Regions from separate parts of the Danio rerio genome. Here regions 2 and 3 are each linked to region 1. A link is a contact called in public Hi-C data. All regions are on one chromosome and are shown on one strand. The core of a region is the stretch at or near the end of the contact, and the rest is flanking DNA. Distances in the headings are between cores, read along the strand shown.

Evidence for each region. A called contact is a pair of places that touch in the nucleus more often than the background predicts.
Region 2: a contact with region 1 is called in a Hi-C map of an unstated tissue, with 4 times the contacts expected there. The contact joins two enhancer-like sites. A contact is called at or near these places in 2 of 18 Hi-C or Micro-C datasets (caudal fin and an unstated tissue).
Region 3: a contact with region 1 is called in a Hi-C map of an unstated tissue, with 2.2 times the contacts expected there. The contact joins two enhancer-like sites. A contact is called at or near these places in 2 of 18 Hi-C or Micro-C datasets (caudal fin and an unstated tissue).

What each region holds. Positions count from the first base shown.
Region 1 is chr25:1,320,922-1,324,023 of GRCz12tu, reverse strand. All of the region lies in intron 2 of znf609a (zinc finger protein 609a), which reads left to right. It also overlaps a transcript of twf1a not described here. Among named protein-coding and RNA genes, the nearest start is that of gramd2ab, 87 kb to the right of the region's middle. Within about 2 kb of position 1,428, at least 18 of the 62 cell types and tissues checked have an H3K27ac peak or open chromatin away from gene starts, as enhancers often do.
Region 2 is chr25:1,267,577-1,270,678 of GRCz12tu, reverse strand. All of the region lies in intron 3 of znf609a (zinc finger protein 609a), which reads left to right. It also overlaps a transcript of twf1a not described here. Among named protein-coding and RNA genes, the nearest start is that of gramd2ab, 34 kb to the right of the region's middle. Within about 2 kb of position 1,513, at least 20 of the 62 cell types and tissues checked have an H3K27ac peak or open chromatin away from gene starts, as enhancers often do.
Region 3 is chr25:1,356,543-1,359,644 of GRCz12tu, reverse strand. All of the region lies in intron 2 of znf609a (zinc finger protein 609a), which reads left to right. Among named protein-coding and RNA genes, the nearest start is that of znf609a, 66 kb to the left of the region's middle. Within about 2 kb of position 1,589, at least 45 of the 62 cell types and tissues checked have an H3K27ac peak or open chromatin away from gene starts, as enhancers often do.

The DNA of each region.
Region 1 (3,102 bases), core at 179-2,678:
GTTTTGTAATATTTTAATCCTTTATATTTATATTCTATATCTATTCTTATTATATCCTATATATATCCTTAATATTAAATTTTTTTCATATGTAAAGATATTTGCCTATTGCTCTCTTGTGTGTATTAAGCAGTGTGTAAGCGAGGCACAACTCTGCGCTGGAGTTTAGACCGGGTTAGTTTTGGTCTAATGAAAAATCTATTATAGTTTCTCAAAATATCAACACACCAGCGGTCCGCCTCAGAACGCCTCCCTTTTTAGAGCAGAACACCTATAGGCGCACATATGAGCGCTAATGCATTTGCTATTTAAACAGCGTAGTGCAACACCTCAAAACCACTCTTGCGTCAAGCTGAAACTACCAAAAGACTATTGCGCAACGCCTTACGCCACACTGCGCCGGGTGTATGATAGGGCCCTTTGCATGTGAAGTAAATCATATCTCGAAGCATTTGCTAGGGCACTGGCTATTTTTACGTGCCCCAGTGAATTGGATCTAGCGACGCCCCTGCACAGAGGTTTATTTGGTAACTGATTAGATTTGTTTCGTTGCATATATGGATTTCTTTGGTTGTTACCAACATCCAGGGAAAACTTTAAGTCAACGGCACCTTTAGAGATATGCTTTCAGAGAAAAATGGTGACGAGTTCAATACTTATTTTCCCCGACAAGGACAACCCAGCATGCATGTTGGAGCATGTCTGATCATTTCGCTAATACCTGATCATTCGATAAGCCTACACACATGTTTCCAGCATAGAGAGGATTACCAAACACCCGTTTAACATCTGCGTCATCATTAAGGTACAAGCAAACCTTCTGAAATCCACAGATGCAGAAACAAAGACTGTATGTGGGGTTTCGTTTTTGCAAGCGTGCTAAATCACGCTCAGGTTTCACATGAGCATGTCATCCCACTCTCAACTAATTGTGGTCAAGCAATTAATCCGTCCTGTTTATTTGAGTGATTTTATACCGTCTTCAAAGCAAGCAGCAGGATCCGACAGGCCTGGCGAGCTTAAGCCAAGCGTATTACAAGCCAGTATCATTAATGATCGTGACCGATTGGACCCGGATAGCCTCGCGGCCTCATGTGCATTTACTTAGAGTTGTTTGTTAGCCTTCACTTTGAATCTCATTTTGCTTCCAGACAGCTTAGCGCGCACTTCCTTATGGAATCAATAGATGCTAAGCCATCCGTTAAAGCTTGTGCGGTTATCAGGCAATCTGAGGTCTCTTGCTCTTTCTGCGCAGGCTGATCTTCCGCCATCTGGCTTAATGCAGGTTGTTTGCCCTCAATACTTGCATGCTTCAAGGACTCGTCTTTTTTTTTTTTTTTCCCACGCAGGAAACACTATCTTGATTGTTATGCTGTCTGCAGGGGAGATTTTCCTCTTGCCTGTGTGGAGGTCAGATTACTCAGAGCGGTACTAGGCTGTTGTGTTCAGGCCACACAAACACATCTCTTCCACTTGTTTTCTCCTCTCGGATTGTCTGTTTTCACGCTTGGGTTGGAAAGCGAGAGCACCCCAGAGGTGAACTGGCGCTGATCCATCTCTTGAGAAACTGGGGCAAAAGCAGAGGAACGCTGCTTAAATGTATGTGGTTTTATGGTGCCAGCGAGGGAAAACGTGGGCTGCGTTTCAAGTCCTTCAGGTTTAATGAAAGGTTTTTGGCTGCCTGATCTCTCTGATAGTGCTTTGGATGAAGAAATGCTGTTCATTCTTGTCTCTGTATGTCTTTATCGACATATTTTTATGTGAATTTTGGAATATTGCATACAAATGCTTAATGGAAACATCCAGATTGAGTAGGATCTGATTAGAAAGTGCATCAACTATGATGGAAACATTAACTGAATAAATTCAAGCATCATTAAAGTGATGTGATTTACTTTAAACAAACCATGTGATGATGATGATGTATACGATGGGATGCATTAATGGACTTTGCAGCATTTCCAGCTCATTGAAACATCTGAAATGTTGTGTTGATCAATCTAAAATGCCTGTTATTATTATTTCATTTCCTCAAGCACTTCAGCTATTGTTTAGATTTGGCTATAGCAGTCTTCCTTTCCATGACCACATGTTCTAATAATAAAATAACCCGATAATCAATAATTAGTTATAGATTTAGCTATAGATTTAGATTTAGCTATAGCAGTCGTCCTTTTTATGACCACATGTTCTAACTAAGCAATTAAAAAATCCACATTTGGCTATAGATTTAGCTATAGATGTATATTTAGCTGTACCAATCGACCACATGTTCTAATAATAAAATAATCTGATAGCTATAGATTTATATTTAGCTATAGCAATCGTTCTTTTCATGACCACAAGTTATAATAATAAAATAATCCGATAATCAATGTTTAGCTATAGATTAGGCGATAGATTAAGCAATCGTCCTTTCCATGACCACATGCTCTAATAAAAATAACCTTATAATCAGTATTTAGCTATAGATTTAGATTTAGCTATAGCAATCATCCTTTCCATGACCACATGTTCTAATTATAAAATAATCCAATAATCAATATTTAGCTATACATTTAATTTTTAATATAACAATCGTCCTTTCTATTACCACGTTCTAACTAAACAATCCAAAAATCAATATTTGGCTATAGATTTAGCTATAGATGTAGATTTAGCTTTACCAATCGACCACATGTTCTAATAATAAAACAATCTAATAATCAATATTTGGCTATAGATTTAGCTATAGATGTAGATTTAGCTGTACCAATCGACCACATGTTTTAATAATAAAATAATCAATATTTAGCTATAGATTTAGCTACAGTTTTAGATTTAGCTATAGCAATTGTCCTTTCCATGACCACATGTTCATTCATTCATTCATTCATTTTCTTGTCGGCTTAGTCCCTTTATTAATCCGGGGTCACCACAGCAGAATGAACCGCCAACTTATCCAGCACATTTTTACACAGCGGATGCCCTTCATGCTGCAACCTATCTCTGGGAAAGACCTCATGTTCTAATAATAAAATAATCTGATAATCAATATGTAGCTATAGATTTAATTTATCTATACCAATCATCCTTTCCATGACCACTTGTAATAATAAAGTT
Region 2 (3,102 bases), core at 264-2,763, 53 kb after region 1:
ATCCATTCATCCATCCATCCATTCGTCTATCCATCTATCCATCTGTCCATCCATCTGTCTATCTATCTATCTGTCCATTCATCCATCCATCCATGCATCCATCCATCCATCTGTCCATCTATCCGTCTGTCCATCCGTCTGTCCATCCATCCGTCTATCTATCTGTCCATCTATCCATCTGTCCATCCATCCATCTGTCTATCTATCTATCTATCTATCTATCTATCTATCTATCTATCTATCTATCTATCTATCTATCTATCTATCTATCTATCTGTCCATTCATCCATCCATCCATCTGTCCATCTATCCGTCTGTCCATCTATCTATCTGTCCATCCATCCATCCATCCATCCATTCATCTGTCCATTCGTCTGTCCATCTATCCATCTGTCCATCTATCTATCTGTCTATCTATCCATCCATCCCTCCATCCATCCATTCGTCTGTCCATCTATCCATCTGTCCATCCATCCATCTGTCTATCTATCTATCTATCTATCTGTCCATTCATCCATCCATCCATCCATCTGTCCATCCATCCGTCTGTCCATCCATCTGTCTATCTATCTGTCCATCCATCCGTCCGTCCATTCATTCATCCATCCATCCATCCGTCTGTCTGTCTCTCTGTCTATCTATCTTATCCATCCATCCGTCTATCTATCTTACCATCCATCCATCCATCCATCCATTCGTCTGTCCATCTATCCATCTGTCCATCCATCCATCTATCTATCTATCTATCTATCTATCTATCTATCTATCTATCTATCTATCTATCTATCTATCTATCTATCTATCTATCTATCTATCTGTCCATTCATCCATCCATCCATCTGTCCATCTATCCGTCTGTCTATCTGTCTATCTATCTATCTATCTATCTATCTATCTATCTATCTATCTATCTATCTGTCCATTCGTCCATCCATCCGTCTGTCCATCCATCTATCTATCTGTCCATCCATCCGTCCGTCCATTCATTCATCCATCCATCCATCCGTCTGTCTGTCTCTCTGTCTATCTATCTTATCCATCCATCCATCTATCTATCTAACTATACATCTGTCCATCGATCCGCATAGTAATCGGGGATGGGGGTGATACGTCCCCGTCACTTTTAGAGACTGAACAATAAGAAACAGGTGATTAATTATTATATGAATGTAAACATTTGGATCTCATACATCTAACCCCACCCCCACCCCCCAGTGTCTGTCTATCCCTCTATCTGTCCATCCATCCATAGGAGATCAGTTGATGATAGTAGACTCTCTCTCTCTCTCTCTCTCTCTCTCTCTCTCTCTCTCTCTCTCTCTCTCTCTCTCTCTCTCTCTCTCTCTCTCTCTCTCTCTCTCTCTCTCTCTCTCTTCCTCTCTCTCTCTCTCTCTCTCTCTCTCTCTCTCTCTCTCTCTCTCTCTCTCTCTCTCTCTCTCTCTCTCTAAAGCAGGAAACTCTCAGTGCAAGAGTGCAAATGTCAGTTCAAAGCTGAAGACTGGAGCTCCAGTTTCAACAAGAGACTCACTGACATACAGAGGTCACTCACAGGGAATGTCACACACACACACAGATATATATATGTATATGCACACCCAAACACACACACACACACAGCTGTAGTGTGGCCGACTGTCAGAGTGTGTTTAATGAGAGTGTGTGTGAGTGAAGCAGCTCCAGCTCCGTGTTTCTCTCTGAACTCTGAGCCATCACTAATAACGGCGCACGCTTTGAACAATCACACGGAGACTGGCAGCGTCTTTAACTTCCCCGTTCACCTTTCCCCCCGCCGGTGGTCCCGTTTCAACAACAGCTGATGTCATGCTAATCGCTAGCAGATGTACAACTCCTCTATATATTGTTATTCTCCTTCAGTCTCCTGCAAGTTTCCCGTTCACAGACCGGATTGGAGGATGGAGAATTCTCCCGCTTGTGTCATTGAGATGGAATGGGTTCCGTTGCCGTGGCGGCGCGCGGTTGCCAGTTGTCAAGGAAACGCAGCGTGAAGGGCAGAACTAAACACTCGGAGGGGTTTGTGTCGCGTCGACTGCCGTGTGAAATGTTTATTGCCTGGCAGCTTTTGATAAGCTGTTTTAGAGGCAGGCGATTGATGCCCCGTCGAGAACAAACTGATCTGTGTGTGTGTGTGTGTGTGTGTGTGTGTGTGTGTGTGTGTGTGTCACTGAGAGACGCACTCAAACACACCACACATCAGTGTATAATATGACAAGGTCAGATGCTTGTGTGTGTGTGTGTTCTGGTTTAGCTATACTTGTGAGGGCTCAATTGTCCTGGCTTACATAGTAAAATATGAAAACCGGCCACTAATGAGGACGTCACACCGGTCCTCACCGATTACAAGCGCTTATTAATCACACAGAATTCATATTAGAATGGAATATTTGGCAGGAACTTAATTGTGGTGATGTGGTGAACTATCCATCCATCTATCTATCTATCTATCTATCCATCCGTCCGTCCGTCCGTCCGTCTATTTATCTGTCTATCTGTCCAACTGTCTGTCCGTCTATCTATCTATCTGTCTGTCCATCCAACCATCCATCCATCCATCTGTCTGTCCGTCCATCCATCCGTTCATCCATCCATCCATCCATCCATCCATCCATCCGTTCATCCATCCATCCATCCATCCATCCATCTGTCTATCTATCTATCTATCTATCTATCTATCTATCTATCTATCTATCTATCTATCCATCCATCCATCCATCCATCCGTCTCTCCATCCATCCATACATCCATCCATCCATCTATCTATCTATCTATCTATCTGTCTATCTATCTATCTATCTATCTATCTATCTATCTATCTATCTATCTATCTATCTATCTATCTATCTATCTATCTATCTATCTATCTATCTATCTATCTATCTATCCAACTGTCCATCTGTCTGTCCGTCTGTCCGTCTGTCTGTCTGTCTATCCGTTCGTCCATCCATCCACCTGTCTATCTATCTATATATCTATCCATCCATCCATCCATCTGTCTCTCCGTCCATCCATACATCTGTCTATCCATCCATCCTTCCATCTATCCAACTGTCCATCTGTCTGTCCATCTGTCTCTCCGTCCATCCA
Region 3 (3,102 bases), core at 340-2,839, 35 kb before region 1:
CAGTGTGTGTATAGAAACCTGTTTAGAATTCTAAAATCCATGGCGTGGTGCTGTGCGGCGCGTCGCCGAGAGGCGCTTCTGGTGTGCTTCCTGCTTCATACAGAGAGTGAACCCAAGCGCATTGGTGCCATTATAATGTATTAAATATATATATTTTTAAAAATCGCGATTTCTCGATTTCATTCAAAATTAAATCGTCTTAAAACGTAAATTCGAATTAATCGAAAAAAATCGGAAAAATCGCCCAGCCCTACCAACATGCAACATATTAATCGTAACATTGTCAAACATCTTAAATTGATTAAAAAGAACAATACATCATAAATATATGGAATAATATATACAAAGATTGATCAATAATAATAAGATTCTGAGTTAGTTTTGGCCAGAATGTGCATAACATAACATGCAAAACACTATATATCCACCTTAGGCTATATTCTACTACTGTAATTCCATTAAGAAAAGCTGGTGAATCAATGTTTTGTTTGTTAAGCAAGATTAATTTAGTTAGATAAAAGACTTGTAGCTTGTTACAGAAAGAGTGGAGGCTCCTTCCACACTGTTGCTCAAATCCAAACCTGTATGATCAGAGCGGGGGCAGCTGTGGTGTCACAGTTCTTGTCTCTGTAGCACCGAGTTCGCAACAAAAGCTCGCCTCGCCCCGTCATATTTAATGAATCTCACTGGTGGAAATCTGGAAGTTTTCCGGGAGACAGAACAATAAGATCGCGATCTTTTTTCAGTCATTCGTGCAGCTCTAGGATTGACTATATATATTGAAAAAACTGACATTGCAATATTTAGTTTTCGTCGTATTTCGTCTGCTGCAAACAGCCAACTTGCTTATTACGGAATCATATAGCGTGTTGTTAGGACTTTAGCGTGTTGTAACCTGCTCACCGAATGTTTACGCTCATAATATTTATATTACTTGCTAATTAATAACCTCATGTGGAACTCTGAATCTGCATCTCATTTCAGAGTCTGCTGCTGTCCACCAGAGGTTACATTTAGGTTACGGACACACACTTTGAGAGCCTTCCTGACTAAATGAATGAATGTAAATATTCTAAATTCCACCATCTGGCAACCCTGAGTGCTGTAATATAATTGGCTGAACTGGCAGTGGGCGGGTTAAAGGGACCAAAACAAAGACAGACGTTCTGGCACGTAAAGCACATTCTCAAAGCAGAACATCTGACTTCAGCATTGCTATTTAGACAGACAAGAATGTTCACTGAGCATGTTTCTGAATATCTGCACACATATTATGGTATTATTATGTTGTCAAAAACTCACACACTGCACCTTTAAACAATTCCCATGCCCATTCCTATTCAAAACCATTGTATTTATTTAATTTAAGTTCATAATCGTAATACTTCAATGACACAGATGAGCCTATAGCAGTCTATTAAATATGCTCTCCAGTGTCGTGATCCTGCTCTGGTGTTCAATCAGTGTCTGTGAAAGCCATCAGAGCAACTAGAAACAAAGCCCTTTCATGGCCGCCTTCCCCCTCCCTACTGCTCTCCTCCATCTTTCTCTCTTTCTCTCCCTCCGTCCGCATGCGTTCGCTCCGTTTCTGAGAGTCTGGGGGAAGGGAAGAGCGAGAGCAGCTGTCCTTCGCTGTCAGTGTGTGTGTGTGTGTGTGTATCCTCGTTTCTGTGCATGCATATTGACGAACACACACATGCGCACAGGGAGGGAAGGATCCAGGCTGCTTTGAGGAAATGCGGTTTTCAGCGCAGAGAAGATGTTCAGCTTTCTGTTCTTTGCCATTGATTGTGTGTATTTTAGTGTATGTGTGTGTGTGCCATGAGCATGTGCACGTTTTGCCAGGGTGGCGGCCATGTTTGCAGAGGGCACAGTCTGGAAAGGAGACATCTGTGGCCGGAAGTTGCTGAAAATGACTTCTATTATTACTGCAATACAATATAATAAACACAGAACAGCAATAATGACTGTTTTTGTATTAGCGTGAGGCTTAGGGTAGGGGTAGATGATAATAAAATATAATTTAATGGATAATTTAATTAATAATAGGACTAATAATCAATATAATTGGTGTTTACTTTAAGGGTTGAGTTTAGGTGTAGGGTAGGGTTAGACACTTTAAATAAATGTAATGGTTAATTTAATGAATAATGGAAATAATGCGCAATGCTAATAGTTTAGTCCAGTGATTTATATGCACCTTTTAAGTACAACCTAGCAAGTTAACTGTAAATGATTGATGTATGCTCATGGCCTGTATGCCATATCTAATGATGTTTGTTTTTTAGTACAACCTAGCAAGTTAGCTGTTGACCAATTTGTTGATGTTAAAAGTGTCCAGAACAGCAGTTTGTGTTGTAGCCTGTAAATAAAGTGTGAATAAACACTAAAATAAACCTGCGTTTGCTGTGAACATAGAAGGTGAGCATCTTCAGATTGGCTTGTCTAGGTGGGCTTGAATGAGTTTGGTGCTGGAAGCCCTGACCAATATGGCGGCGGTATTGACACATGCTCATGGCCTGTAATCGATATCTAATGTATATATCTATAGATTTTAAAGTAAAACCTAGCAAATTAACTGTAAAACAGCAGTTTGTGTTTGTAGGTTGGTTTTTAAATATAACCTAGCAAGTTAACTGTTAACCAATTTGTTGATGTTAAAAGTGTCCAGAACAGCAGTTTTGTTGTAGCCTTTAAATAAAGTGTGAATAAACACTAAAATAGACCTGCGCTTGCTGTAAACATCGGTTAGCATCTTCAGATTGGCTTTGGTCTTGTCTAAGTGTGGTTGAATGAGTTTTGTGCTTGAAGCCCTCACCAATATGGCGGCGGTATTGATGCATGCTTACGGATTTTATGCAATATCTAATGTATATGTCTATGGTTTTTAAATATAACCTAGCAAGTTAACTGTTAACCAATTTGTTGATGTTAAAAGTGTCCAGAACAGCAGTTTGTGTTGTAGCCTGTAAATAAAGTGTGAATAAACACTAAAATAGACCTGCGCTTGCTCTGAACATAGAAGGTGAGCATCTTCAGATTGGCTTGTCTAGGTGGGCTTGAATGAGTTTTGTGCTGGAAGCCCTGACCAATATGGCGGCG